Linked DNA regions of Bicyclus anynana: region 2 is linked to region 1. A link is a contact called in public Hi-C data. All regions are on one chromosome and are shown on one strand. The core of a region is the stretch at or near the end of the contact, and the rest is flanking DNA. Distances in the headings are between cores, read along the strand shown. Region 1 holds the start of LOC112050730 (transmembrane protein 147). Region 2 holds the start of LOC112048820 (putative E3 ubiquitin-protein ligase UBR7).

Region 1 (7,880 bases), core at 3,775-6,274:
TTCCTCTTACATACTCATTGTTTATTTTATCATTCTTGTCACACCACACATTCATCTCAACGTAAACGTTCTTTCACATACATTTTTCTATCAGTCTCTTTTACCGCGCAACATTCTGATCCACACAGCATGATATATTTTTTAAAACACACACACACATTTAACTATATCTCTCAGTGACGACGACATTCTTTCCAGCCAATTTGTATGAATCGTTTTTTAACGATTTATGGCAGCGCCGTAAAATTCACCCTTTAAATCCAAAATAATCCAGATACCCTGTTACTTCTACAAAATTGTTTTACTTGTTAGCATACTCTTGATTTTTATACAATTTAAATAACTTGCATCATCCCTCAATACACAATAATTGTCATTGAAATAATTATGGAATGGTTGCAGCATGTGACTTAACAGAATTCAATGGTTTCTTAGGGAACCACCTGTGTAGTGTTACCAGTGTACAACTGGTAACACAGGTGCCTTTAATTTAATCTGTACTTGTATTTTTTTCTGGTAGCCTAATGTCTAAACAGTACTCTGTTTTAGGCGAATCCGAAATGCCTATGACAGGGCACTGTGCTGCACGAGCGTGGCGTACATGGCGAGCGCGGCCAGCGCCACGCCCAGCGCGTGCGCCGCGCGCAGCGCCAGCAGCCCCCACGCGCTCAGCGCCAGCGCGCCCGCCAGCGCCTCCTCCAGCAGCGCCCTGTGCACACACACTGCTTCTGTCAACTGGTCATTATTATCTAAGGACATGTCACAATTTTGTATGGAGGCTGGGCCTTTATTCTGAGTGTCAAGTAAGCAGAACAAATTATTTTTATCTTAAAAGAACATATGATGTAGGGCTTAAAACGCATAATATTTTTTTTTTGGAACTGATGCAGTAAAGACGAGTTAAAGATCTGTCTCTATTATTTCCTGTCAATATGACTTCACAATGTATTTATTAGTATACTTTGCTATGTATTATATTCATTATTTTAGGTATTTGTTATGGAACATTATGTATGTATTGGGATGTAAATTATTTGTATGCATGTGCATTACTAAAACTATTTTTTTGTTAGTAATTTTTGTTTTACAGCTCTTCCTGATGTCCTTATGTTTTCCTAAACCAAAGGTTGCCTGGTACAAATAGCGTCTTAGCAAGGTAAGGCCATCTTTCCTAGAAAGGTAAGGCCATCTTTTGTTTGGTGTATCATCTCTTCATAAAATGTTTTTGTTATTATGGTGTGCGTAGTAAAGTATGTATATAATAATAATACGCTCAGACCGTCCGACCGAGGCAATCGCGTCCTGTGAGCGCGAAATGCGCCACCAACCAGCGTCAGCACGAAAGGATAAAAGGTACTAGAAGCTGGGCCGACTGTGACGACCACCACCAGGTGATGGAGCGCAGTCACTCACCGGTAGGGCACCAGCAGCAGCAGCGCGGCGGCGGGCGGCAGCAGGCGGCGCGGCAGGTCGCTGCGCGCGCACAGCCACACCAGCGCGGCGCTGGCGGCGTGCTGCAGCAGCGACACGTTGGACTCGGCGCACGAGCGCACGTAGCGCCAGTCGAACTCCGAGCCGCGCGCGCCCACCCACAGCAGCACGCTGCGGCTCACCAGCACCTGCGACGGCAGCCAGCACTTCACTCGTGTTGTGTTGGCTCACGGCCAAAACTTGTGCCAATTGTTATGGGATCGTAGCACACACTGTTATTTTCTTTTGCTTTTTCAATGTTATTATAATATGCTTTAGAGAAGAATGTCACGGCTTACATTTGAGGTATTTCACAATCTTATGTAGTTTTTCAACACAAATATTACAGTCATGAAACTGTAATGTTTAGACCATCGTGGCCAACAACGTTTTGCCTCATATTGTCAAAAATTGAAATTTTTATGTAATCATCATCAATCATCATTTTTTTTATGTTTCAAAAAAAATGATAATTATTTTTCAATGTAGTGTAATTTCAATCTAATTTAAATAAATTACAAATAATGATGAATGATGAATAAGAACAAAAACTATTTTAAAAACAGTGTCCTACCTTTCAACAGTACTTAAAAGATGGTGAAGGGATAATAAACATATATCTAGATTTGCAAATAAGGAATTTTGGCAGCAAATATTGTAAGCTTTCTCACAGCAGCTAGTGAAGTGCAAATATGGACTTTAGAGGAGGCTTTAACTGTACATAGTCATTTATAAACAATAAGTTCTCAAACATATAAATGATTTATAAAACTTCAAAAAATTTAATATTCATTTATTTCAATTAGGATTAATTTTGTAAATTAATCCTTTGAAACATGAAGTTGTGTCATAATTTAAGGTGGCACTTATAGTTGAACACTCAATATTAAAGTTACAAGGCTCCAATACGACAGATTAGAATTCATACATCAAGAATAAGGATCAGTCTATTTTTATGATCTTTCATCTGTCATATTTGTCTTTTTAAAATAGCGGTATTACTATAATTATATTAGACTAACAAATAGTCCAGCGGTTCATAGTCCCCATTGTTTTGGGAATACAGGGATACAATATAGCATAAGACACTAACAAATAACATGGTTTTCTATCTGTAGTAACCATTTTCGGTTTGGTTGATCTGGAGATTACCACAACAAAGGCACACACGAGACTTCTCTTTATAATATTAATATAGAGTAAGATTTATTTATAGCTAGAGGACGCCTGCTACTTCGTCCGCGGGAAATTCAGTTTTTTACAAATCACTTGGGAACCTTGGATTTTTCTGGGATAAAAAGTAGCCTGTGTGTTAATCCAATGTAAAATCTATTTTCATTCCAAATTTCAGCCAAATTGCTACAGTAACCACAGCACAAAGGAGGAACAAAAACAAACACACACACAAAAACTTTCGCCTTTATAATATTAGTGTTATAAAAAGTGAGTATCCCATAAAATTACCTCAGCACTGGCCCATCCTATGGCTGCAGTGAGAATTTTAGCATGCCCTTTCCCAGGAATGGAATTAAGTGCAACATAAATTCCTAAGAGATCTGCCAAGTCAACTGTTGCCTTCAGAATTTCCTGAAAATTAAGAAAAAAATCTGTTTACAACAAAATCTGCTGCCATATCTGTCTGCCTGTTTACAATAAACTCAAATAATTTGTTCAGTACATAAAATCACCTTATCATTGTTAAATATACTAAGAGGCCAATTTATCCGCCCACTTTAATATGACATATGTATATTAAGTGGGTGGATAATTATTGTGCTTCTGAGTATATGTTACATCCTGCTTGCAGCACTAGTGCTGGGGGTAACCCCTAGGGGTTACCCCCAGCATAGAGGTTTAAGCATGAACTCTTGTTATTAGTATTATTATATTATAGACTAAAATAAAATTATATTTTAGTTTAATTTTAAAATTATATTTTATCTATATTCTAATTACACTTTTTTATTCAAGTATATTTTAGTCTATAATTATAGTATTATTTTTATTATAATTATAGTAGAGAGCCGTGATAGCCCAGTAGATATGACTTCTGCCTTTGGTCCTGGAGGGTATGGATTCAAATCCTGTTTGGGGCATGCACCTCCAACTTTTCAGTTGTGTGCATTTTTAGGAAATTAAATATCACATGTCTCAAACGGTGAAGGAAAAACATTGTGAGGAAACCTGCATACAAAAGGATTTTCTTAATTCTCTGCATGTGTGAAGTCTGTTAATCTGCATTGGGCCAGTGTGGTGGACTATTGGCCTAACCCCTCTTATACTGAAAGGAGACTCGAGCTCAGCAGTGAGCTGAATATGGGTTGATGTTGATGATGATGAATTATAGACTAAGCAGCTTTATATCCAAACGGTTCTTGAACACTTTTGGTGACTTGCCAGTTATCACATTGTCAGGAAATTTATTCTATAGTTTAACTATTCTATCACTGAGGAAGTGTTTCAAGGTTTTAAAGGAAGCTCTATGGCTTTTAAGTCTAATATTGCTGGCCTAAGTTGCACACACCAATTTAATTATCTCAAGACAAGATAAAACCAAAAATTTATATATTTATACTTTGGGACAAAAGAAAGGCTGATATTTGAAATGTTGCTATTGGCCACTAAATATCTAATGGAGCCAAATAGCTCTCCAGTAGCAATTCATCTTCAACACTGGCTAAAAAATATAAGAGAATGAGGAGTCAAGTGTACCTCAGGTGTGTTTTCACATAAACCTGAATAATCTATGTGGCAATACACATAAGACATGTTATCCTCAACACAGGTTTCTTTTCTTTGATATAGTCAATCTATTCAGGGACATTCACAGGCTCTGGATGTGTTCAACTTGCACAAACCCACATGTTTAGTCTGTCAGTTTGTCACAATAGTCAAATGGATTTCCTAGAATAGATTGACTAAACGAAAAATAGCACAAACTCTACAGTAACTACTAATATATCATACAGTAATATTTAATTAATACTTACTAAAAACACATCATATTCTCCTCCACTCTGAATGTTATCTGAATCCGGAAAGAATGTGGCCAGCAACAGCATTTTACACAACTGGGTGAAAATATATAGCCCACCGGCATAAACACATTTTGAGAACGTAGCATACTCTGATCTGAAATTAAAGTTTTACCAATTACAGTAAAAACTATAACCTCCAAATGATCAATACTGTGAGGCTTACGCTTACTCAATGACTGAAGCACTACACAGCACATCAGCTTTTCATAAACAACCTATCTTATTAAAATAATTAATTTGGCACCAGCAAAATAAGAATTAAGTTTATTAATTGACCTAATTAGGTAAAGAAAAACTTACATCCCAGAAAACTTATAGGCCATATGATAAGGCGCATAAACTAATGCTAGACAATTGCCAAAGTGGTAAAGAGTCATTTTTAATAATAGCAACGGAACTTATAACTTAAAAAACAACAATTATTTACGAAAAATATCTTAATTTCTTAATTAACACTTTAAAATCACCATTATTCACATCCACAAACGTCAAATGAAGATCACAATTCATCTGTCACTGTCAGTGTCAATGTCACCCTCAAGGGGCTGAAGCAAATAATTTTTAGTTTATGGAGAAGAAGATTACATACATCTCAGACCAATTATAGAAGGACCTGCATCGCATTCATAGTCACAAACAAAATTGTCTGTCAATTTCTGAGGAAAACGAGCTTAGAATTTGTATATATCTTATAGTAAACTAGAAGTTTTTGCACGTTTTTTACACAATCCAATTACACAAAACGGTATTTTTACGGAGCTCTTTAACCGATGAACACGATTACAACTATTTAACATCGATTCTATAGAGACAGTTTTTATAATCGTATTAGATCGTTGATCATATACTTTGACAGAAAAGTAACGTCTTGCGAGGCAGGTCCTATACAATAATTAATTCTATAATTGGTCTGAGATTATATTAGTCATTTGGTCTATACTAATAGCATTAACAACTGAGTCTTAGGGCCATAAATCATTTCTCTATATCTATCTCGCTTGCACTTATGGGTCTTATGGAGCCGTCTAGTGAAGGGTGTAACAATGAAAGACATATTATCGATAAGTAAAGTTTATTATCGTATCTTGTTCACAAAATTAAAAAAATTAACAATATTTGATTTAATATAATACATATTTCATATTATATAATTATTAACTAAATAAAATTAATCTTCATCTGAGTCTTCATCATCAGAATCTTCGTCTTCTGCCAAATTTATTATATATTAGTATCCATAGTGCGCAACGAGTAACACATGAATGTATTTATTTAATTGCAGTAAACACATTTATAGCAAAAAAAATACGCAATGCAATTACATTAGAAACCGACCAATCAGAATCGTCCAAATCATTATTGACTCATCATTAGCACGTGCGCAGGTAGCCGTTTATCGATAATTAGGGTGCGCAGGTAGGCGCGCTGCACATTCCTATCTTTTTTGACTTTTATGACCGGACGACTCAGATGATAATGCGCATACTATAGTGTAAATCAAATCAAGGTAAGTTAAATTGATCATAAGTTCGATCCCAGGTATCAGAATTTTGTTTATCTTTTTTTTGTTTTTCTCAACTGGTTTCTTAAACTATTTTATAAGTAAGTGTACCTCGATGAAAAAAAATAAAAAGCAAAATCTCCATTTAAAATTGCCGTATTTTTGCTCTAAAATATTCCGTTTGCGGAAATAGTAACGCTGCATGTCCAATGTTTTCGTGTATGTGCCTTCACTTTATTTCCTTGGAGTATAATCTTTGCACCTTCACCACCACTGGCACCACTGGCACTGACCACAGACAATTCACAATATCTAAAATAGACATTGACAGTTGTAAGTGGATTGACAATGACATTGATGACGTATCTTAAGCCGTCTTCTTTTTTTAAATAAAATTTTGTAAAGAAATTTTTTAATTTTTTTTTGGATCTTCTTGTATGATTTTTAGTGAAAGCAAACTCTTTAAAGTAAAATTGGCCTTCCTTCCAATTAGGGATACATACTTAATCAACTGCGTAAGAGGAATGACTATATAAATAGTGAAACCACAAAACAAAAACAAACTCAATAAATCATCAATATTAATATAATTTATAATTAATTTAATTACGTAATTTAATTTGAAACTTTGTTTTGAATTTTTGTCATTAGCAGTTTGCCCTTTGCTATTGCTCCACTAACGCCAAACGGAGCGAAGTACTAAGTAAGTAAGTAATATTTTCATTTCGGCGCTATTCAAAAAGTTGAATTTGTAATGTTTTTTTTAGATGAATTAATTAGGATGAGTTACTTTTATTTTGATTGCTTATTTTACGTACTTGTTATTTTATATAAGCTTGATAAAATTGTAATTCATAAATTAGACTGGCTAAATTGACACAAACTTTTTTAATATACATTTTGCTACTTAATTAATTTTCAATTGCTCAGTTATATATTTTTTACAATTACTTCCGTCTTGTTTATATTTACATTACAATTGATCATAAAAGGTCTCTTGGTCATTCAATTTCTCAATACTAAGGGGTGATCATGTGAAGAAAGAGATAAAAAATAGAGGGTGCTTTTTAAAGGGGTAACCTTTTTAACCCTTTATGTTTTTTAGCACACGCGCAACGGGGTTGGGGTTTTGTTATCCAATAGCAGGGAAGGGTTTTGGGAATTTAGATTTTATTCGTCCGAGGAATTGTGTGGGTCCGGCTCGGTGAGTGCTCGGACAGCGGTGTGTTCTACGGCAGTCTCCCTTCGGGTGTCAGAGGAACCTGTCTCACATATTTGCATACCATCCTCAGTTACTTACGTAAGCTTAAATATAATTTGAGTGATACTGTGAGCAGTAGAAATAAATTTTTAAAATCATAATATTAAATTTTTCTCAGTGTGGTGGTGATTTTTTGGATTTCATACTGTATGTGGTAAGAATTTGTGCTTTTTGACTATAAGAATATATTATTATACTTTAATTATTATGTAGCTAGCATGAAAATTTAGCCACAGACTTAAAGAATATTATGAAAAGAAATTCAGCAATATTGAAAAATTCATAGGTACACAGTAAAACAATTTTAATGTTGTACTTTTAAAGGGAATAGTTTTGTAAACCACAACTAAATATATACTTAAGTGTAGTTCATTATTGGGAAATATTAAATTGGGTCCTCGCTAGTACTTTAGATATTATATTTTTTCCAATCAGTCTTGGGAATTCAAGAAATTTATAAATTTACAAATTCTAATTTGATTGTATAACAAATCTTATTATAAATAAATAGTAGCCAGTAGGTAAGTACTAAGTATGTGTGTTATACAGCAGGTAGGTAATAGCTAAATTAGATAACGTATTATGCAAATATGTTCTGCACTGTACTTAA
Region 2 (7,880 bases), core at 3,714-6,213, 330 kb before region 1:
TTAATTATCTTACTCCTACGCGACTATACTTGTTTTATTTTAAACCCATAAATTATACTCGTTGCTCTTGGCTATATCGATATAACGATCATCTGTTCCAATTTGGGCAAATGGCATTTCTCGAAAGAATTATATTTCATAGCTCGAGCCAGGACATCATGGAGCCACAGGACAAGCATTTGTGCTGTAATACATAGGTCAAAAAGGCTGTCAAGAAAATTTTATAAATTAAGCAACAGTAACCCAGAATCTACAAAGTATACCCTATATATAGCCTAGTAGCCTAGATAGCCTAGTGGATATGACCTCTGCCTCCGATTCCGGAGGGTGTGGGTTCGAATCCGGTCTTTAAAGTATTGTGCATTTTAAATATCACGTGTCTCAAATGGTGAAGGAAAAACATCTTGAGGAAACCTACATACCAGAGAATTTTCTAATTCTTTGAGTGTGTATTCTGCCAATCAGCATTGGGCCAGCGTGTTGGACTATTGGACTAACCCCTCTCATTCTAAGAGGAGATTCAGCATATACGGCTCCGCAGTGAGCCGAATATTATAACCACTGGACAAGCGAGGCAGATATAAGTTAATAATACCTAAAATTGGTTTATACTGCTTTATAAAGGTATGTAGGTCTACTAAACGAAAGATTTTGATGATTTTTTACCAACCACACTGCTTGTGAGTGTCATAGTATAGGCAATATTTTCTATTGAAACAGACACCATACGGGAGAAAACGCGTAGCGTCTGTTAAGTAATATATAAAAAAAAATAATCATTACACTATTGACTGTAAATAAAGTTTCTGTTATTGCAAAAAAAGTCGACAGTTTTGAGGAGACTCAACGGGCATTGAATTTTATAAATAATAAAAATAAACTTGTGTATGAATATAAATTTAATCTTTAAATACTAGAAGACTAGAATAAGCATGGAAGCTAAAGACATCAACATAGTATGTTTCAAGGACTCAAATTGGCCAATTTGTTTGATACTCTATGAGCTATTAATTCTTTAACTTCCATGCTTTTCTAGCATAAAGGGATACAAAAGAGATTTAAACTTAAATTAGAAAATTAGTAAGGAAATTGAATGTCAAATAATAATAAAAAAATTCAGATCATCTATCTGCAGAAATATACGCCGTCGGGCTCACGTTTAGGTTTCATTCCAGCAAAGAATGCTCTAATGTCATCCTCTGTGACAACTTGTCGTTTATCTTTGAAGCTTTTTAGGAAATCTAACAATTTGTCTCTCATTTTATTGTACTCTGTTAAGGCATTTATTTGTTGAATCCTATCCAATGATGACAGTGCTTGCAGTCCTTTTTCATATTGGGTAGCAGGTTTGCCGTCGATCTTCAGTTTTCCTAAATTTTCATATGCAGTTACTGTATCTTCTGGATCAATCAAAAATAGAACAGATAGGTCCCTGTACATAGTAATGCATTCTGTACAAGTGCACAGTTTCTGTCGAAATGTGGAAGGCCAAAAGGTTGCGCCTTTGAGTGATTTACAAACTCCTTTCGGTCTTACACAGGGTTCATTAGTTTCATTTAATTTTGCCTTTTTGGTGTTTGTTTCAGGAATGTCTTCTGTAGATAATTTTCGTTTTTCAGTATATTTTTCATTATTCTCCAGTTCTGTTTCACCGTTGTGACTTTCATTGTTGTTAACTGTCTCTTTGGATTCCATTGAAGCAGTATCTGTTGGTAAACTTTCATCAACATGCTTTTCCTCATCTATTTCTTTATACTTTTCTTCATTAACATTATTGTGTTGTTCCTCATTGTCTTTATTTAGCTGTTCCTTATTGATGTCACTGTGCTGTTCTTCACTGAGTTCATTATGTTGCTTCTCATCGTTATGTTGTACTTCATGAAGTTCATTTTGCTTCTCTTCATTTACTTCTTTGTGCTTTTCTTCATTGACTTCAGTATGCTTTACCTCATTCACTTCATTATGCATTTCCTCATTGACTTCAGTATGCATTTCCTCATTAAGTTCTATATGCTTTTCTTCATTGATTTCAGTATGCTTTTCTTCATTGTCTTTATTTTGCATTCCCTCATTGACTTCAGTGTGCTTTTCTTCATCAGTTTCCATTCCTTCATTGACTTCAGTATTCTTTTCTTCATTGACTTTAGTATGCTTTTCTTCATTAACTTCAGTATGCTTTTCCTCATTGACTTCAGTATGCATTTCCTCATTGATTTCAGTATGCTTTTCCTCATTCACTTCAATATCCTTTTCCTCATTGACTTCAGTATCCTTTTCTTCATTGACTTTATTATTTTCGGTGTTTGTTGTTGTAATGTTTTCATCACTTGCTACAGTACCTGCTGAAGGAACATTGTTTTCGCCATTTGTTTCTGAGTTTGTTTTTTTATTGTCGTCAGGGTCAGCTAGCAATCTTTCTTCATTTAGTTGCTCTTCACTTTTTTCAGTATTTTCTACCTCTCCAGCATTTTCAGTTTCACTAATTTTGCTTGTTAACTCCTTGTTTTTATTATGTTCTTCTTGAATTGTACTTTCATGTTGATGATTTATATCTTTATCATTATTTCCAGATAAAATACCAATATCCTTTATAGTGTCATCTACTGCATTATCAATGCTAACTGATGTATTATTTTCTTCATTGTCTAACTCAGTACTATTTGTGTCTAGTACATTTCTTTCATCAGTTTCCATTGGTGTATCAAAACAACCACCATTTGCAGTAACTTCAGTAGTTTCTTCATTACTTTTTATGTCATCTGAACCATTTATAACAGCTTTCTCTGTCATCTCAACATCATTAACAGATTCACTTTTTATTATTTCTAGTTTAGCATCACCATTACATAGTTGGCTAGCATTATCAATTCCATTTGACACTACATCCACATCACCATTGATGGCTAAATTGCTATAATCATGTAAGAAGTAATTTTTTTCCATACAACCCTTGCAAATCATTTCAGAATACTGATCATTGTCAGGAACAGTGGCTTCTAAGTGAGTTGCATGAAGCCAATCCTCACAAATTACACATTGTATCATATCTACATCCACTGTAGAATCTGGATCGGGATAAGGCCTTTGACAAACACAATACAAGCCACTGAAATTGTGATTATAATTATTTTCTTCATTTAAGTCTGACTTATCTGGAGTGAAATGGCATGGGTGGGAGTTAAATTTTGGGTTTCCGCAGTCACACTTAAAGTTGCGCTTGGTATACAATTCTATGAGGTCATGGTTCTCATGACAGACTAGGCTGCATGCAAGGCATACACCTGCTCTTTTGGTTGGATCATCTTTGGCTTCGGAACAGCAAGTCATACAAGCATAAATTGCCTGTCTTTTTATGTAGCCCTGGAAAGAGATTAATAATTTAATAAAAAAAATTAAAATACACTCATTTACCCTTCATCAAAATTAATACTCCACAAATGATTTTAAACTTATTTCGTGGTTGTTCATTATGAATGATATTTAAACGGGTACATACCACGATAAAACGACGAGATTTTTATTGTCGATATTTCGACCCAGTTGCATGGATCGTGGTCACGACGAGACTGAAGTTGCGAGATGAGAAGTGAAGTCAGCTGTTAGGGGCAAAATTTTGTATGTACCCGTTTAAATATCATTCATAATACTCCACAAGTCCACAGCTCCATGTTATGTCAATAAAAAATTACAATAGCCTTGCACACCATATCTAAATATGAGGAAAAGGATAGCATTCATAAAGGTATCAAGTGACTTTCTAGGCGAGAGGTGCTACTACATGGTAAATCACTATATCCAGTATATGGAAAATCAAAAGTAAAATCAGACTCCCTATGAGTCACTTGACAACTAAGGCTATGCCCAAACTGGGTATCCATAGCTTACATCTATATAATATCCCTTTTCTATTTCCCATACAAACAAAGAGTCAAGTGGTTGGGTAGGGGTAGAGTAATGTAGAGTAGGGTTAGGGAACAAGTGCACATAAATCAAAGCGAAGCTTGACTGAGTCCGCTAGTTATATAATAAAGTGTGACTAGTGTAACTATTATTATTCAAGCAATACAATATAAAGTAAAACAACTATAAGGTATTGCTTGAATAATGAATAAAATAGATTGCATTGTTGTATAGTCCAATATATTCTGGGAAGTTAGCTTTCAATGTAATGGTAAGATGACAGATTAGGTACTTTCTGGTGTAAAAAAACGGAATAAGCGGGTATTGCTGCAGTTCTTTCTGTTTTACACACCAATGTAAAACCGAAGGACCAACAGTATGGTATGGTATGGTAGGATGAGTAGTAGTAGACAATACTGGAAAACTAGGACTTCAATTTAACACATTCAAGGCAAATAGCGCGCATACTAGGCCTATTGAAAAGAATAAGTACTCAGTTGCAGTCTTTAACTAAATACTTCATGTCTTCAAAAGATATGTTACAATTAGATCATGAAATCAAAGTTATTATTAGTACAGCTTTCATGAATATTCGAACATTATTCAAAACAAAAAGGTTTTTACTATGCACTCTACGCCATTGACGGCTAAGTCGCAGCTGTTAAAAAACGTTAACTCTGACCTTTGGTTGAAGGCTTACAATACGTTGTGTGACGATTATTAAATTAGCTCATAAGATTTAGCTTCTGCTTTACCTTAGAATACGTGCAATTTTTGTCATCGGACGCGCCCAACACGGCGTTAGCATCTTCCTCGAAATCTTCTTGTTCTTGCAACACGTCCATCATTGTCACAACTTTTTCCCCATCGCAATCAGCCAATTCGGCATCTTCACTGGTATTTTGCGGTTCGGTTTCCATTTTGTACTTATTTGTTGCAAATTATAAGTAAATTGGAATGAATCAATATTAAAACGTACAAAAAGTAAAGTATTAAAGAAGCCGGTTAAATTAGAGTAGACGCGCCAATATTTTTTACAGCGACAAAGAGTCAAAGCAAAGACCATAGATGATACATTATATATTGAGATAGATACGCAACTCTCATTTCGGTTAAGAAAAGTTATGTACCTTGATCACTAGATGGCGCATTCTAATTAGATTTATTGGCTACCCATAGATGGCGTTCTCTCTACGAGTACAATCTATATTTTAGTTGTATGACTATTGCTGTTTGTTTTCCTTAATTCTTATATAAGAATTATTAATGAAAACAATTTAACATAAACATAATATTTACAAAATCACCTATTTCACTATATAATACTAATGTACCCAAATATTTAAAATAGCCAAATTTTATAAATATATAGAAGTAAGAAAAACAAATTGCAATAATACTTTAAATATTCAAGGATTTTTAATCAAAGAAAGAAAAGAAGATTCTTATTATTCAACGATTTATTTTTTCTTTTGTGATTATGAAAATATCTTAATGCACTTCAGCAGCCTGATAACATTAGTGCACCAACTATGATTATTGACGTTTATGATTATAAATAACCACTGATCACCTTTAAGAATTCGTAAAATTGCTGGCGACATTTTCGCCACGCCGTTTCGCGACACACCGGGCCGCCTTCTGAGCATAATTCCGATGGTGGTCGAGCATGTTCCATGGTTAATTATTCACTATGCACACCAAATCCACAAGTAATACCCATTATAAACACTTATTTGTACCGATTACATCTTATTTTAATATTTTTCGTTCACCACTGTCACCATGTTTTAAATTAAACTCTGATCCCGATTGTGTGCTGACTTTTTATTGACATAACATAAACATCACTATAGTAACAACAGAAAAAATTCAAAGACAGCTAAACTGTCATATTTTAAAACTCAAATAATGTGCTTCATGCGTGCCATCTATATTGTGCCTGAGAAAACTTCGCTTAAGTTTTTGTACCGTGAGCGCTGGAAGACAGCACTTCATACAAAATATTTTACGTAAGCGAACTGTGCGGAAGTTTCACCCCCATGGCAAAGACAAACTGGCAAAATAATGAAGAGAGAGTGAACATGAACATGAAGTAAAGTCAGACAGAGAAACTTGATTGAGTGAGCTAAAGAACAACAATGAATGAAAGTTCAAAAATGGAATAATCCATAGATTAAACATGCAGTGTACTTTGATTATAGAGACGTACCTATATTTAATCAAAGGCAGTATAATACTATTAAGCATTTATGTACTCTTTCTTTGTATATCCCATATCCCCTTTGTAGTAGGATTCAATATATCTAATAATATTAACAAATAAGGTATAGTTACTGTCATAATCAGGTTGTCCCGTAAATATTGGATAAAACGCTAGTTATAATTTGAATAGTATTTAATTAGTTATAATTTGAATAGTTTTAACTTTTAAAAAAAATCTTTGGGTGACCATCTTATACCAGAGATTAATCAATAATAGGCAGATAGAGCGCACGGAACACGACGATGTCGCAGCCGCTCTAAATACAAAATTCAAAAACAAAGACATTCTTGAGTCACTACGACACGAAGCGTCGCATCAGTAATTTTCAATATTATTCCACAAAAATGGAGTTATAAGTTTTTAAATATTTTAAAAACTGTTCACAAAAACTAAATAAGAGATAAAATATAAAAATACTCCATATTTTTTATAGGTACTCCATATTATTCGACTATTAGGGTAATAATTTACGTAATGGAGAATGTTACCAACTAGGCCCTGTCGCAAAATTAGTTTGTAACAGACATCTAAAAACTATAAAGCAACTCCCTGCTAAGTTTCAAGTTTGTAGCATAATAAATGAAAGACTTTCATACAAACTTGTGAGAGCCTCTAGACCTCTTTAATGCGGCCCTATCGCAAAATAGGTTCTTAGCAGATACCTACTAATTATAGACTACCTCCCTACCAAATTTCATCTTGGTCAAGCGGTTTTCGAGATTTTGTGAGAATGACCTTCCGCATTTACTCGTACACATCACAAATCACTATAGACACACATTAAGAAGACTAGCCGACGCGACGGCAGAACATTATTTTCCCCGTTTTGGCCACATTTTTGATCGGTGCTTTGCTCCTATTGGTCGTAGCGTGATGTTATGTAGCTTATAGTGTTATAGCCTTCCTCGATAAATGGGCTTATCAACACAAAAACATTTTTTTAATTCTAACCATTAGTTCGTCAGTAGGTAAGGCAGTAGAATAAAATGCCTATACTGGCCGAGCAAATTAATGTCGGACGATGTAATCACGGAGCGCGGCGTTTTATTAAAATCAAAAATCAAAAATTAAAATCAAAAATCAAAAATCATTTTAAAATTCTACATCTCGGGAACTAATTATCGTATCGAAATAATTATTTCACGAGTATTTTTTTCTTTTTAACGGAGAATACAGAAAGCCTAACTTAGCTAAACATTTAAAAATAATCAATATTCTCCATTTTTGTTAGTTTTAAATCTTGAAATACAAAAGAAAAAAAATTTTTTTTTTAATGGGTTTCACCGGGCACCGGACTCACCCCGTAGCTTGTAAAGACTCATTTTCATTCTGAATCATTCTTTATTCTGTATTTGTTTTATAGAAGAAGCTTATAGTGCAATAATTTTTTTTTTTATATTAAGATGACCCGATTTAAAAAAATATCCTGTAAAAGAAGTATGAAACTGAAGTGTAGGTATCCAGCTTTGTATAAAACTTGTGTCTATTCTTTGTAGTTACAATATTGTTGCTAATAAAAATGAATGGGAGGTGCTGAATTTTTAATACAAGAATTTTTTTTTCTTCAAAATGTATTACGATATCTACTACAAATATTTTTTATTGGTAATATTTCTTTGAAATATGACTAATATTCTCATTCCCCTCCAATTAGTCGTAAAGACTGTGTTACGACAGTAGGAGGCATGTTGACAGTATTTTTTTTATTAAACAT

Evidence for each region. Hi-C and Micro-C count contacts between places; a contact is called where the count stands out from the background.
Region 2: a Hi-C map of whole larva shows a contact between it and region 1, with 4 times the contacts expected there. The contact joins the promoter of LOC112048820 here to the promoter of LOC112050730 in region 1. A contact is called at or near these places in 2 of 2 Hi-C or Micro-C datasets (whole body and whole larva).

What each region holds. Positions count from the first base shown.
Region 1 is chr9:252,136-260,015 of ilBicAnyn1.1, reverse strand. It overlaps LOC112050730 (transmembrane protein 147), which reads right to left and starts at 5,024. Exons shown (of 5, transcript XM_052883479.1): 1 at 4,809-5,024; 2 at 4,461-4,602; 3 at 2,935-3,057; 4 at 1,414-1,619; 5 at 1-709. The coding sequence starts at 4,885. The coding sequence ends at 565.
Region 2 is chr9:583,393-591,272 of ilBicAnyn1.1, reverse strand. It overlaps LOC112048820 (putative E3 ubiquitin-protein ligase UBR7), which reads right to left and starts at 4,963. Exons shown (of 2, transcript XM_024086488.2): 1 at 4,656-4,963; 2 at 882-3,360. The coding sequence starts at 4,820. The coding sequence ends at 1,126. LOC112048824 (ubiquitin thioesterase otubain-like) reads left to right here. Exons shown (of 5, transcript XM_024086491.2): 5 at 1-24.